Linked DNA regions of Arachis hypogaea: region 1 is linked to region 2. Evidence: chromatin contacts called from public Hi-C data. All regions are on one chromosome and are shown on one strand. Each heading gives the region's core, a stretch centred on a gene start, on an enhancer-like site or on the middle of the called end of the contact. The rest is flanking DNA. Distances are from core to core; before and after follow the strand shown. Region 1 overlaps LOC140182469 (a long non-coding RNA gene). Region 2 holds the start of LOC112776158 (alpha-(1,4)-fucosyltransferase).

Region 1 (2,733 bases), core at 63-2,562, 44 kb after region 2:
ACATGTATATACGATAGTAGATACAAAATTGAAAACCGTATAGTATCTAGAAGATTGGAGCAGAATAATAATAATAATAGAAGAAACTAGCTAAGGATAATAGGTTTATGAAATAGATGAGTGATAAATATGCATGGTTACGTTGGACGTAAACTAATGCATGTAATGCAGAATTGATTGATTCAAGATATGGAATATGTATAGAATGGCTCATCTATATATATATCGGTATCAGGTTCTTCTCAAATCTCATCAGAACCGTGGGCACAGCGCACTGCATGCTATACGTTGTTCCTTTTTATTTTTTGCTTCTATATGAAGACTTCATCCAATAATAATGTTCCATCTTCAATTTATTTCTTATGCTTTAAGTTTGGTATTTCAATTATAACCTACCTATATATCTATGTCTACGTGTGTCTGCATGCATTCACTTGTTTTGGACAACACTTAAATCTATCATTTTTTCTTTTATCTCTAATGTCTCTTCGATAAAAAAAAAGTTAATTTGACATTTGGATAGAATACAGAGATTTTAAAACTGTAAAATTTATTATGGCGAATTTGAAGTTTTATTTTTGTATGTTATGGATAATTTGATATGTAAGTTATCATATTTTTTGAAAATCAGATTAAACCGACCAATCAAATTGGTTGAATAATAAATTGGTGGCCAATTCAATTCGGTTCATAAGTGAAATCGTAAAATTTAGAACCACCATTGAGTATGTAATTAATTAAAGTTGAGTAAAGAATTTATTAGATGATTTGATATGTAAATTATCATGATTCTAAAAATTAGATGGAATCAACCGGTTGATAAGTAAATTACGCACACAAAAATTAAAGCTCATTCAAAAAGGTTTCTATCCGAATCAATCCTAGCGTTTCAGCTAACTCTTTGGACAAATTAAAGCATGATAATACTTATCTTTTTTCTTATTAATATAATGGAACTGATGATAGCAAAAAAGGCTGCTAATAATATTCTTGTATATCATTCCATAGGGTTTTGAGGTTTTCCGGATATATGCTTGATCCTCTAATGATATTTACACTTCTCTGCCCCTTGTTGGATCAATTAAGGCTTTCTTCCAATTCATAAGATAGATTTCTAATTTTAGATGGCCTACTTTTTGTTTGCACAATATTGTTTTAAGATTTACCGCGTTTTTGGTAGAGGATTTATAGTGATTTACCAATGTTGTTTTTTGTTTTTTGTACAATTTACCATCTATGTATAAAGTATGGTATGCCATGAACGAAAAGGATAAAGCCCAAGGGCCCTAAACGTAGTAGATCCAAAAGAAATAAAGCCCAGAAACCAGGCCGAACAAAGCAGTCCAGACAAAACTCGAGGAGAACAAAAAAACTGGAGGAGAGAGAGTGAGGCTTGCATGACTGAATGAAACAGAAAATGGTAAACTAATCTCTCTGCATAACTAACTATGCCAACTAATAACCAATTTGAATTGAACGAGTAGTCAGCTCACTTGTCTGTTTAAGTGTCGAGAGTTCGAATTCAGTCTTGTGCATGCACCAACCCATTGATCAGCAATACACCCTTTTTAAGCTCATATCTGCGACGGATTAGTTCTTAACCTAACAGGTTAGGAAATTCCATGAAAAAAAAAAAAAAAACACTAACTATGCATACTAATGTTGTTGGTTAGTGCTAATTTTATGGAAAGTGCTGATGGGAAGGAGTTACAAAGCAATTTATGTTTGTTGGTGTCCCCTGTGATGGTGTTGGACGTTTTGTGGCTGGTCTTATTATATAGCCTTTGGTGTTTTGCTTTCTTTTACCATAACTCATATGGTCTATATTTAATTTTATACATAGGCAACATGGTAATAGTTTCTTTAGAGTTTAGGGTGTGATTGGATCTATACGGCTAAAACCAATAGAAATACAAAAGTAAAAGAATAAATAAGTACATGAATTGTTTGTGTCTCTCTTTCTATTTTCACAATCAAATAATAAGCTTTCTGTGATCATATTTATATTCTCTTGTGTTATATCCACAATATTCAAACAGAATTTTAATAATGCATTATATTATTTGAATATAGATATTTACCTTTGATTATACACTATATATGTGATATAAGTACTAATCCGAGGTCTACATTAAGCTTTATTTTATATATATTTTAAAAAATGATTAGTCTATTCAAGAAGATTTTAATGCTGTAGTTATCATAAAAGGTTTTTTCTGTTTCAAATAAATGACTGGAAATAGAAGTTTTATGTGAGGAGTAGTAATTTTTTTGTTGAGTTTAAAAAAATAATAAATTAATTGATAATGACTAAATATTATTATTAGGTTAAAAATTTAATTATATGTGTGATTAATTTGTTATTTGTATAGAAATTAATAGAAAATAAAATAAGCCCAATAACAAACTTTAGATCCATAAGTTTTAAGGAAATAGTTGGTTATCATACCAATACTTTTCCATCAAAACAAAAAACAAGTTTAATGCCAAATTGACGATCCAAGTCCAAGATCATATCACACTTACAGGGTTCAAAGAAATGATTGCTAACTAAAAAATAAAATTTCATTTCTATCTAAATCAAATCAAAGTCACCCAATTAGTTCTCTTTCTTCTCTTTTCTCTCTTCTCTCTCATCCGCGTAAAACATTCTAAAAGAAAAACAAAAACAAAATAAAAATAAAAAATAGTCTAATTGGGATTCAAATTAAAGAAAAGAATGGATTACCAAAA
Region 2 (2,700 bases), core at 32-2,531:
ATTTTGTAAACAATGACTAGTTGTAAACTACAGCATAATCACATTCTACGATTCATAAATAGCACCACGGTTGTCTTATGAATTCTTGAGAAAAAGATTAGTTTAGTTTCAGTAAAACAGAAAACTGACAATCAATGCAAATTAAGCAAAGCCACTAAAAGCCAGCATATCCAGTAACTATCCTTCTCCACCAACATCATGAGTCAACATCAAATTCAAGATGATTGATTCTCAAACAAACCAAAAAAGTTTTATAACACCTTAGGAGATTCTCGCCCTCTAATTGACTATTGATTCAGCAACCAAAAATGAAATAACAAGTAAAACTTCCTAAACCCTAACAAGGGAAGATTACAAATCAAGGATCTTGGATTAAACTAGCAGTAATGGCATGGCAAAAACAAATGACACTCATCCACAAGACACACCAAGCAGCATTGTCAAATCAATCACATCAATCAAAATGCAGAGAGTGAAGAAAACTAGCCAAGTAAACAAGCACACCCACTTACATTTGCACCTAATCTAAAGAAAAACAACGATAAAAAACGAAACTTTAGAACCCAGAAACGCACCTGAAGAGGAGGGGTGGTAGTTTCGAACAACAAAGCATCAGGCTTGTCAGCAAGAACGTTGGATTTGGTCCACAAGCAGCTCAACCCACAATCGCAAGAGTAGAGATTATCCAAATTATCAGGAATCCAAGTCCACCCTTTAACCAAAACACTCACATGATTCATCTTCAAACCCTTACACTTACCGAACCCTTGCAAAGCTGCATCCTTTGACTGATTCAGCGCCAACCCATTACCCCATTTCTCCCTGAACCGCTGGCACCCCACCTTCGAGTCCCACCTCCTGAACGCTCCCACCAGATCGGTGAATGGCTCCGATGCGGCGGCGCCGGGAGTGAATCGAGCGCTTCTACTGGTGGTGGTGGTGGTGATAGGGGAGAGGGAGGAGGGGAAGTGGAAGAAGCCGGAGAAGAAGAAGAGGAAGAAGATGAAGAGGAGCATGATGGAGATGGTGATGGTGATGTTGATGGGTTTGGGTGGCACCAGCAGCATGGTGTTAATGGTGTTACGTCTCTGCTGGTGAGAGCTTGTGTTTTGGTCTCTCTCTCTCTCTCTCTCTCTCTCTCTCTTCTAATTTCTACGTCTCTGAAACGGGTTTGATTTCTTTGTCTCTACGCATTTGGTCTCCTTACTTAATTGAGATCTAAGAAGCAAGAAATGGCATATATGAAATTTCATAAATGCTAGTCAGATGTCTACTTAAATTTATAATACTTTTTAATATAAAAAATATAGACTAAACTGACAATTTAGTCTTTGCTTATTTTAATATCAGACTAATTAGAAGAAAAAATAAATATCAATAACAGTTTTTACAATAACAAACCGTGAATGGATTATATCTTTTTGTTTATAAATAACACGAAATCATATGAAAGAGTGAAAAGAGTTCACGTTAATGTTACAAAAAATAGAATTTTATAGTGTTTTGGAGATGCTATTTTAAACAAATACAATACATAAAATATATATTGTATTGACAATATGTAATTTGTGTATTGTAATTTAATATTAAAATAATATAATATACAGTCTGTATATTATTTTTATAAATTAAAAAAAGTTTGATCTGATAATTCATATTCTGTAAATTTATAGCCTCTAGAATTTTATAAAACACCATAACTTCCAATATTAAAAGATTACACCAATTTTTATTCAATATCCACAAAATTAATCACAAAATATGTCATGTTGTCTTTACATAAATTCGAAACCATCAATAATTACTTTTTATTTATCATGAACTCTGACAAAGCAAATGAAATTTTGTGCAAAAGTTATTATCTCTTTGACGATTTTCTATAAACAAACACGACATTGTAGTTAAATGTACATAAAAATAGAGAACATGATAGTTTTTTAGGAATTAATTTGTCTGACATCAAAATTATTAGAGTCCCAATTGATATTTTTAAAACTAATAATAAAAGAAGAGAAAAATAAAAAAATCAATAATAATTTATATTAGAGGAATGTTACACATACAAGTCTTTTTGACTTACAAGTCTTACAAGTTGGCACAAGTCCAACAAAATACACGCATTACACTTTCACATTCAAGAGTAAATAAACGCACGTTATTCAACAACTTCTTGTTTCCAAAGCACACTACTCACCATGCATTATGAACAACTCTTCTTCTTCTTCTTCCATGAAAACGAGTTTCTTGTCAAATTTGAAGATAATAAAACTTCAGAAATATACGCAAACGATTACAGAAATACACCCAAACGATTACAGAAATACACCCAAAGGATTTAAGAAATACACCCAAAATTCGTTGAAGTATACCTTATGTATAATTCAGAACTCTTTCTCTTTCTCCTCCTCATCTTCTACTTCTTCTTCAAAAACGATTTCAGAGCTTGATGTCAAAAAACAATGGAAGTCGAGAATAACGAAAAAAAACAGAGATAAAAGCACGTAAATGAAGAAGGAGAAAGAGAAGTCAAGAAACGAAAGAAAAGAAAAAAAAAGAAGAGGAAGAAGAACGTGCAGCAAGAAGAAAAAGAAGAAGGTGCAGTGAAAATGTGTAATACGGTTCGAAGCGCGTTAATATTTTTTTTGTGACTGAAATAAATTAAACAAAGAAAAACAAAACAAACAAAACAAGGAACTGCCT

What was found. A called contact is a pair of places that touch in the nucleus more often than the background predicts.
Region 1: a contact with region 2 is called in a Hi-C map of an unstated tissue, with 10 times the contacts expected there. The contact joins the enhancer-like site here to the promoter of LOC112776158 in region 2. A contact is called at or near these places in 5 of 8 Hi-C or Micro-C datasets (leaf and an unstated tissue).

Annotation. Positions count from the first base shown.
Region 1 is chr19:149,336,894-149,339,626 of arahy.Tifrunner.gnm2.J5K5, forward strand. It overlaps LOC140182469 (a long non-coding RNA gene), which reads left to right. Exons shown (of 2, transcript XR_011878092.1): 2 at 1-361. Among protein-coding and RNA genes, the nearest start is that of LOC140182469, 5.2 kb to the left of the region's middle. Within about 2 kb of position 1,313, at least 3 of the 3 cell types and tissues checked have open chromatin away from gene starts, as enhancers often do.
Region 2 is chr19:149,292,837-149,295,536 of arahy.Tifrunner.gnm2.J5K5, forward strand. It overlaps LOC112776158 (alpha-(1,4)-fucosyltransferase), which reads right to left and starts at 1,282. Exons shown (of 3, transcript XM_025820191.3): 1 at 576-1,282. The coding sequence starts at 1,067.